3 separate regions of the Sus scrofa genome follow, and regions 1 and 2 are each linked to region 3. Evidence: chromatin contacts called from public HiChIP or PLAC-seq and promoter capture Hi-C data. All regions are on one chromosome and are shown on one strand. Each heading gives the region's core, a stretch centred on a gene start, on an enhancer-like site or on the middle of the called end of the contact. The rest is flanking DNA. Distances are from core to core; before and after follow the strand shown.

The links. Promoter capture Hi-C pulls out the DNA fragments that hold promoters and counts their contacts. HiChIP or PLAC-seq counts read pairs in DNA pulled down with a chosen protein or histone mark.
Region 1: a contact with region 3 is called in an H3K27ac HiChIP or PLAC-seq map of alveolar macrophages. The contact joins the promoter of ELF1 here to the promoter of SUGT1 in region 3. A contact is called at or near these places in 2 of 5 promoter capture datasets (fetal liver and liver), 23 of 47 Hi-C or Micro-C datasets (alveolar macrophages, blood, embryonic fibroblasts and 12 more) and 2 of 2 datasets of contacts at active chromatin or transcription factors (alveolar macrophages and skeletal muscle).
Region 2: a contact with region 3 is called in a promoter capture Hi-C map of liver, with 4 times the contacts expected there. The contact joins the promoter of LOC100154105 here to the promoter of SUGT1 in region 3. A contact is called at or near these places in 1 of 5 promoter capture datasets (liver) and 2 of 47 Hi-C or Micro-C datasets (heart right ventricle and skeletal muscle).

The regions. Positions count from the first base shown.
Region 1 is chr11:25,770,637-25,773,963 of Sscrofa11.1, reverse strand. It overlaps ELF1 (ETS-related transcription factor Elf-1), which reads right to left and starts at 1,874. Exons shown (of 9, transcript XM_021065635.1): 1 at 1,356-1,874. WBP4 (WW domain-binding protein 4) reads left to right here and starts at 1,409. Exons shown (of 10, transcript XM_021065642.1): 1 at 1,409-1,641; 2 at 3,137-3,209. TRNAE-UUC (a tRNA gene) reads right to left here and starts at 1,325; the gene lies at 1,254-1,325.
Region 2 is chr11:25,703,651-25,706,681 of Sscrofa11.1, reverse strand. It overlaps LOC100154105 (kelch repeat and BTB domain-containing protein 6), which reads right to left and starts at 1,749. Exons shown (of 1, transcript XM_001924950.6): 1 at 1-1,749. The coding sequence starts at 233.
Region 3 is chr11:25,903,791-25,906,960 of Sscrofa11.1, reverse strand. SUGT1 (protein SGT1 homolog) reads right to left here and starts at 1,519. Exons shown (of 13, transcript XM_005668449.3): 1 at 813-1,519; 2 at 658-715. The coding sequence starts at 850.

The DNA of each region.
Region 1 (3,327 bases), core at 625-3,124, 130 kb after region 3:
CTGACCAGAAACCCATCCACAAGCCGCACTTTTTCCTTCTTCATTTGCTCCCAGAGACCCAAGAGACTAAACATTAGGGCTCACCCCATTTTTCTAATGTCAGCCCGCATTTAAGATAACGCTTTTGTCTCATGTACAGCTCACATGCTGCTGACACAGCTGCCCCTTCTTTGTAATAAACACAGGGCTTCTATATTTAAAAATACAGTGAAACTTTGTTGTAACATCCCCTCCCGTCTCCAGCCAATTTTCTCTTCCAAGCCCCACCTCCAACCCCAGGATTCTCTATCGGCGGCACTCAAAACGTTAGACCTTTGTGCAAAGACAAGTTTCTTTAAAGACAACTCATCCTAGTGGTATTTCTCTTTTCCACTGTGTGTGTGTGTGTGTGTGTGTGTGTGTGTGTGTGTGTGTTGGGATTGGGGGGATGGGGGCGGAGAATGGGACAGATGCCCTGCCCCAGAGGCCTTCCGAAGCCAAGGCACTCAAGTCTGTGGCTCTGGAGTCTGGGGTAGTTTTGTGAACCACGGCCAGCGACCCGACGTCCAGTTGGGAGGACCTCGCAGGCCGGCCTCGGGGCGGGGCTCCGGCGCCGCGGGAGCCCCGGGTGGACACGCGGCCGATGGGGCGGCCGCGGGCAGCGGCGCGGTGGCGAAATTGGTGCCCGCGGGCATCGGAGATCCCCCGCCCGCCCTCGGCTCCCCCCAGCCCTGCCCGGGGGCTGCCTTGGGGCGGGGGTGTTTCTAGTAAACACCCGGCCAAGATAAGGAGGACTTGCGAGCCAGGCGAGGGCTCCCGGAGGCCGAAGGCTGGGGACAAACACTCCCCGCGTCGCTTGGGACCGTCAGAAGGGGGCGGCCGAGGAGGAGGGTGTGGGCCCGAGGTGGGGCGCTGGGGGCAGATAAGGCGAGGCCGGAGTTAATCATCACCTCCCGAGCGTTTGGAAAGGGACGGCCCGGGGACTGGAGGAGCTGGAGGGCGGCCCGGGGAAAGTGAAACTCCTTCCTCGCGGCTCAGCCCCGCCAGGCTCCAGCGGGAGCACCGGGACCCTGAGCGTGGTCGCTCCGCCAGCCCGGCCGGCGCAGCACTCGTGGCTCCCAAAGCCGCAGCCCAGATCACGGCGTCTCTAACAAGTACACTAAAGCGAGTTTTCCACCGTATCACCCACCAAAAGAAGGGAGAAAAAGAGCCAGAGCCATTGGAAATAAAATAAAAGTTACCCCCAGGGCCCATTTCTAAAAGTGGTTGCAACGTTCCCATACCGGGAGTCGAACCCGGGCCGCCTGGGTGAAAACCAGGAATCCTAACCGCTAGACCATATGGGAAGTGCTGCTGAGAGCACGGCGGTGACTCACCTGACAAGCGCAAACGCTGCCTCTGTTCCGTCTCTACCTCCCGCCACCATCCGAGCCGCCGCCGCCGCCGCTGTTGCTTGCTGCCCACGCGCTCGCGAGCCAGGGAACGCGCCCGTCCCGAGCGCGCGGGCGTCCCGGGGGCGGGGCGGGGTCGCTCCGCCGCCTCGGGAAAGTTTTGAGGCCAAGCTCCACGAGTCGCGGTCCTGAAACCAACTGTTTCACCTCTCTTTTTTGAACTCCGCCAACAGCCCCCAGCCTACAGGTCCGGGCTGCTCCGCTGGTCAAAGTGCGTGCGGACTAGTTGGCAAAGTTGAGGGCGGCGACGTCTCTGGGAACAGCTGTTTGCGTTCGGGGCGGAGGCGGCGCGCGAGCTCCTGGGCCACGGGCCAGCGAGCCTAGAAGAAGGGTGGAGGTTCTGGATCCCAGGGGGAGAGAGAGAGAAAAAAAGGAGAGATGACGCGGGGACGTGAGGCTCGAGCTTCCCGGCCTTCAGCTCAGGTCCCGTCGCGCTTTCGCCCCTTCTCGGTGACCTCAACCCCTTTATAGCGACCCCACCTCTCCGGAGCCGGGAGTACCGCCCCTGGAGGAGGAGGGGAAGGGGAGGAGATTTCAAACGCGGATTGAGTCGTCTGGGCACCCGTAGTTGGGAACCGGGGAGCACTGGTCCGGAGGAAGGAGGGAGGCGTCCGGGGCTCGGAGGCTCCGGTGGGCCTCGCGGTGATCCGGGCTCGGACTCTCCCTGTGTGGGGCACGCGAGCCTTAATCGGACCCGGGGGCGACCCGCGGAGCGGCTGGTCCAGTCATGTGAGTCAGGTCTCAGGCTCTAAACAAGGAGGTCTTGTTTCTCCGGGAGGCCCTTTCCCCGCCGGGTCTCTTCCTCCGCCACCACCCCCTCTCCCCCCGCCCGCGGCCGGGGGCGTGACGGACGCTCTCTTAACTCGCTCGGGACCGGCGGCCGACTGGCGGGGCCGGTTCTCCGTGCGGCGTAGGGATGCTACCCCGCGGAGCGCCCTGGGGGCCTGGAGTACGGACCCCTGGAGGGAGGCTGGCGGCCTCTGGAGGTTGGACGGCCGCCGGGATGCTACGGAGCGCTCCCTCCACCTAGCGGGTCGGAAGCCGCGAGCATCCTTTTCGTTTCTCTCGAGCTGGAACCCCGGGGTATTGTGAAAGTATAGGGCTGGACCGCGGCCACCGCTGCCTCCTCCCATCACTAGAAGCGGGCAGCCCTGGTGAGCTTCTAACTTTTTTTAGTTTTTGGTTTTACCGGCTGAGAGATCCTTTGGCTTTTCCAACTCTCTTTTTCTTCCCCTGAGGCTCAAATTGTATTAACTGATGGTCTTAGAGGGATCACAGTCACGCATTGGAGGCGTCTTCTGCTTTGTTCTTTGGGTGGAAATAACGTGATTTAAAGCAAACTTTACGAGTTTCTTCATGCCTCCATTGCCGTAACCTCCAAAAATTCCAGAAAGGAGTCGAAGGGATAAGTAATCTTCTCCAAGATGATCTTTATTTCTTCACGCGGATGACAGTAAAAAATGAGAAATTTTGTTTAAGCTGTTTCGTTTAGGAGACTTTTAAAGCCGATGCAGACTTTTTCTACTCCACTGGCAATAGAATTATAGTTGATTGCTTTCAATCAGCTAAATAATGAAGCAGGGTGCTGTGTGTAACAAGACAAGATTCAGTAGCAGTGCCTTATATTTCGGCCTCTTTAAGATGTAAGTCATGTAAAAATCTTTTTAAATTCTAAATGAACTTAAACTTATTTTTCTCTTTTCCAGGGCAGACTACTGGAAGTCACAACCAAAGAAATTCTGTGATTACTGCAAGTGCTGGATAGCAGACAATAGGCCTGTATGATAATTCCTCTATTCCTCTATTATTAGAGATTCTAATAATAATAAAGTCTTTCTTTCTGACTTAAACTCAGAGCTTACAAAACACTTTCATATACATTGCTCTTGACTTTTCA
Region 2 (3,031 bases), core at 500-2,999, 200 kb after region 3:
GTGCCAGGCCCGCTGCCAGGCGTGACCACCTCGATGGTCACATCACAGAGGAGCCGCGCGTCGTAGAAGGACTTGAGCTGTGCCAGCAAGGCTGCGGAATGGGCCGTGTCCTTCAACTCCTCCGGCCCCGTGAAAAAAGCCGAAACCGTGGGTTTGTGAACCCTTTTAGGCCGCTTTCCACCGCGGGGACTGGCGAGGCGGCGAGAGCGCGAAGCTTCTTCCCGGGACTGCATGGTGGAGATGCTGGTAGGGAGCTGAGGGCGAGAACGGGTGCAAAGACCGGGCTCGGGCGCCTCCTCACCCTCTTCTCGCTGACGCTAAGATCGCAGTGTCTCCGGAGAGACTGCAGCACTGGTCCATTTATCTAAGTCAGCCCTACACCGCGGTGCCGCCTCCCTTTATCGCGTACACCGCGTCGGACTCACCCGTTTCCAGTTCCACGCCCTTTCTCCGCCTCAACTCGCCCTCACAGGACCTACTGGCTGCAAGCGAGAGATCCGCCGCGGCCGCGCTGGCAATACCAGTCGGTGTCCAGAAGAACTACAGCTCCCAGGTTGCCTTTCGCGCCTCAAGGAATGCCGGGGCGCTGCGGGCGCTGCGGCCGCTGTGGCCGCTGCGGCATGTGCTGCGGCATAGGCTGCGGCACAGTCTGCGGCACGGAAACCGCTTTGCATGTTGGGAGTAGTAGTAGCTTCAGTAATGTCGCGAGATTTGTCGGCCGTTCATTGTTTCAAATGATGGAGTTAGAAATCGCTAATTCTCTTTGGTACGGTTTTAAGGTTTCGAATTTGGGGCTTAGAATTCAGATTAAATGCCCATTCTGGCATTTATTAATTGTCTGTCCCAGAGCTGTCTCTTGTTTTTTGAAACATTAATAGCGATGGTATTTCTTAGCGCTGTGTGACGATTAAATTGCGTAGGCGATGTACGCATAAGTTGCGTAGGCAGTATACGCATAAATTGCGTAGGCTGGGTATCCTTGCTCGGAATAAATATTTGTTGATTAGTAGAAGAAAGTACTTACGCAATACCCAAAATATAAAGGTTCAATTCGTTTTAGCTTCTAGCATTTATGAAAAACGAAGCACTCTCTCATTCGATCATGCGCCTGTAGAAAAATGCAAAAAGCCCTGCGGGTTTATGCAGAGATACTTTTTTGTTGTTTTTTTGTTTTTGTAATAAATAGATCTCAAGATCAGTTTTAGGTTTAGTGGAAAAATCCAGCAGAAAGCCACAGGAAGCTCCCTTATACTCCAGCCCCTCACAACAGTTTCACCTGTTTACCTCATTTTGCGTTAGCATACACTGTGGCTGCAAATGATGAACTTTACACTGATACATCAACTAATTAAAGCATGTAGTTTATATTAGGGTTTCCTCTTGGTATTGTACAGGTTTATGGGTTTTGAAAAATGTTCTATGGCATGTACCTGTCGTAGTGATATACGGGATAGTTTCTCGGTCCTAAAAATCCTCTGTTCAGATCTATACATGCCGCCTCCTCTTTGCCCCCCAGCCCCTGGGTATCATTGATCTTCTTACTGTCTAGTTTTACATTTTCCAGAACGTTATATAGTTGGAATCATAGAGTGTGTAGCCTTTACTATAGCTTCTTTCACTTGGCAATATTCAACTCAGATTCCTCCATGTCCTTCCATGGCTTGATAGTTCATTTCTTTGGATCCCTGAATAATATCCTATCTTATGGATATATCGGTTTACCTACCCATTCACTTACTGAATAATACTTTGTTTGCTTTGAATTTTGGCCTATTGTGAATAAAGCTCTTATAAACTCTCATGTGTTGGTGTTTTCAGGGACATAAGTTTTGAAATCATTTTGGTGTACAGCAAAGAGGGTGACTGCTGGATTGTATAGTAGATACTGTGGTTAGCTCTGTAAGGAACTGCCAAAATGTTTTCCAAAGTGGTAGCTGTACTATTTTGCAATCTACTAGCAATTAATGATGTTCCTATCATTCCACATCTTCCCTAGCACTTGGTGTTTTCAGCGTTTTAAGATTTTAGACTTTGCAGACTTGCCTCTCTGGGAAAATTCTGAAGGATGTGATCATATTTTAAATATTCAGCAATATCTGCAGGGCCATGAAATCGTGGTCTCAGTAGGATGTACGGATTGCCTCAAATACTCAAATCAAGAATATTTATAGTGGCTTTGGTGGTCTCACCAGTCCGTATTTCATGTTCTAGAACTAGTGCTTAAGTATTTTCATTAATTCTCTTAATATGAATGTTTATAACTAGTCCAGTACAGCTCCTTTCACCACCATCCCCAAATCAACTGAAGAATTTAGAGTTCTCCTTATGAAAGAGGATTCTCAATAAAAATATTAAAGAGAGCTTGTGCTGTGCAGGATCCTGAAATCTCAGCATCATAACATGCCGAAACAATCACTTGATTTAGTTTGGTCCAGTCTATGTTTACGAAAGTGTTTTTGTATTTGTATTTATCAACATTGTCTCAGTATAAAAATCCTCAAAATAAATTGTGCTTAGTCATTGAGTTTTAACTTTTTCATGCATACCTTTACCAGTGTTATTTGCTTGAGGTTGCTTGTCACAAAAATGCAAAATATTTATTAGGCACAGCCGTGTTTTTTGATAACATTTTCTGGGATGACGAAAATGTTCTATATCTGTGTTATCCAGTATGATAGCCTTGAGCCACAGGGGGCTCTTAGACACCTGAAATGTCACTAATGCCACTGAGAAACTGCAGTTCTAATTTTGCAGTCATAACACTGGCAGCAACATCAAACCTGAATACAGGTATGGGTGACTGGGTCACCCTGCCGTACAGTGGAAAATTGACAGAACACTGTAAACCAGCTATAATGGAAAAAATAAAAATTAAAAAATTAAAAAACCCCAAAACCAAAACAGGGGCAGCAACAAATTGTATGGGGAAGGGAAAGTCTTTTCAACACGTGCTATCCAAACAACCGGATCATAAGGGAAAAATTTAACCTTGAAAGTGACAATGTTAACCTTTACCTAATCCCTGTGACAC
Region 3 (3,170 bases), core at 270-2,769:
TTTATAGCCTTTCATTGCACACAGAATGCCCACCAAGTCAGTTAAACATCGAACTAAGACTTTAACCCACAGCAATCAGTTCCTTGCACACAACAAAAACCCCAAGAAATTGTTTTGAGGAAGAAGCAAATGAGTGAATAATGAACAGTGACAGGACATCTGGAAATTTTCAGGCACACACAGGAAAGGTTTTTGTTCCAGTAGCGAGTTCATACAGGCACTTAGCACAGAGCCTGGTACATTAAAATGGCAAGGATGACTTAGTCAAGCGAAAAGCCGAGTTAACAAATATCAAGCCTAAAATTTCCTTTTTGTCCCTAATGCCATTAAAAACAAACAAAAAAAACCAGGCCCTTTCAGGCCAACTATGAAAGTCAACCACATTCCCAAGAAAGAAGGCAGGTTTTACTGAGACGCTCCGAGGATGCAGGAACCGTCTAGGAGAGGGAGGTAGCAAGAACTGGGATCTGGAGTGACTGGGCCGCTGATGGACAGAGAAAAGAGGCGGGGGTTTTCAATATCAAGACTGAGACACAAGACAAGCAGCAGCCCCGGCCCCGGGAAAACAGTGCTGCGAAGAGGCGGGGTGGGCCAGAACCCAACGCGGCCCCCCCGTTGCCCACAGCAAAGTGAAGGAAGCTGGACCAGCTCGCTCACCTCTAACGCCGCCTGGGGGTCCTCTTCGATCAGAGCATCTGAGAAGCTCCGGAAAAACCTGCCAGGAAAACAACGACTTCAGCAGGGCGCACTAACCAAGGAAAACAGAGGATGCTGGGTACTAATAAATAGCAAAGAAAAGGTAAAACACGCACCTTTGGGCCGTTGCAGGTCCCGCTGCAGCCGCCGCCATCCCTACTGGTCACTGTTACCGCTGCTGGAGCCGCTCCTACCGAGGTTACCAGTCCGCCGCCGCCCAAGGGGGAAACTTCTGGAGAAACACCAACCGAGCTTCCGTCCTAAGGAGCCAACGAGCAGCCACGCAGCGTGCCGCGGGGGGGGGGGGGGGGAGGGGAGGCGAAGCGCGGGCGCGGGGTGGGCTGGGACCGTGGAGGACCGACTCTCCCGGCCCGCCCCCTGGCCGGAGACCAGCCCCGCAGGCTCCGCCCCCTGCAGCCTCGGTTACGGAGGCCGCGGTGGTTCACGCTAGCCCTCCGTCCCGCTGCGCGCCCACAGTCCCGTGGAGCCTCCGGAGCGCTAGCTTGAAAGGAGTTTTGTACCATACTGTTCTCCTTCGGGAACGTGTGGACTTTGGGGGAGTTTATATGTCTGTTAATAACACAAAGCACATCGAGCTCCGTTTTTCCCTACAGCGCTCATCATGGCTCTTGGAAGCAACCGAGCCCTTTGTGACCCGTGACGTCATCCCGCGCTACGTGTTCTTTTCCGGGAGCGAGTTCCGGATGGCGCGGCGCATTGGTGGGTGCCGGCATCTTGGCGCTGGGAACCCTGAAGGCCGCGGACTTTCCGGAAGTCGTTCTGCCTCTGCGGAGGGTAGAGCAGAGGAAGCCTTTTGGTTCCGGGGCGGGTGGACTGTTCCATGGGCCCCAGGACTCCGCAGACCTAAGGTTGTCTTCCTCGTTGGCTTCCCAGACTAAGAAGAAAAACGTACTCCATCCGAAGGCATTGAAAGGAGAAATGGACCCTCAAGTTGTCTTGGTGTTACTTTACACCTAGTCGGACAGGCCCCCTCCCACTTTTGACCCATGCAGTTTAGATAGACGAAACTTCCAGCAGGTTCCACGGACCGGAGTCCGGGAGCAAGAGGGAGTGGGAGTGAATGGTTGGTTCCTCAGTAGAGATGAAGGAATAACTGAAGTTGAGTGTCTACTACATCCAAAATCTAAACTAAGTCCTGGGATTCAGTGGTGGTAATGCCCCCCAGAAACTTAAGTCAATTTAGTTCTAAGTGCTAAAAGGAAAGAAAGACAGTAGTCAGTGATGTGGTAACAAGGGGCTTTTAGCCGCCCATAAGGTCTAGGGATGGAATCCTCAAACACTTTGTACTCGAGCTTCAGTTTGGAAAGACGAATCAGTGAAGGAAATGAAAAAAGCAATTCAGACGGAATAGGATGAATGCTAGCAAGTGATAATGTGAACTCTAAAATTGATAGAGCCAAAATTCAGGCTAGAAGCAGAGAGGGCAGGGAGGTAGGTTATGTGCCAGGTCATAAAGGACTAGTTGTGGTCCGTTGAGAAGTTGGGATGAGCTTCTCTGAAGGATCCTAACCCATTATAAGATTTTTACTCAAAAGAAGGCTGTACTAGTGAAATTTACATTTTAAATGTTTATTATCTGTGCTATCAAAGAATAAAGGAAAAGAACAGTCATTGGGGAGTTCCTGTTGTGGTGCAGCAGAAACGGATCCAACTAGGATCCATGAAGATACTGATTCAGCCCCTGGCCTCACTCAGATAAGGAAACAGCTTTGCGGTGAGCTGTGGTGTAGGCTGGCTGCTATAGCTCCGATTGATTTGACCCCTGGCCTGGGAACTTCCATATGCCAAGGGTGCAGTCCTAAAAAGAAAAAAAAAAAGGAAAGAAAGAAAAAAGAACAGTTGGAAGACAACTGCTGTATTACAAGCCAAAGTGACTCTTATAAATAGGTCTGTAACAATAGGGATGGAGGGGATGGTAAGAATTGCAGAAATAACTAAGAAAAAACTGGGTTTGCTGATCTTTCCTTTTGTTTTGCTTCTTTTTAGGGTATATGGAAATTTCCAGGCTAGGGGTTATCAGAGCTGCAGCTGCCGGCCTATGCCACAGCCGCAGCAATGCCAGATCTGAGCTGCATCTGCGACCTACACCACAGTTCACGAGATGCTGGATCCTTAACCCACTGAGTGAGGCCAGGGATCAAACTCGCATCCTCATTAATACTAGTCAGGATCCTTACCGCTGAGCCACCACCAGAACTCTTGAGCTTTCCTTTTGTGATCAGTTCTTTTTGCATCTAGTATAAGGCTTTGCCTACTCAAAAGCCATGAACAGAGTCACCTGTGTTTTCTTCTAGATGCTTTACTATCATACTTTTCATGTCCAGGTCTATTAATTTTTATAAAATGTATGAGGTTGGGATTAAGGTTCCTTTTCCCCCTAAATGGATATCCCAGCCCTACATACTGAAAAGATTTATTTGCCATTCCCCCCACTAAATAATTATGGCACTTTT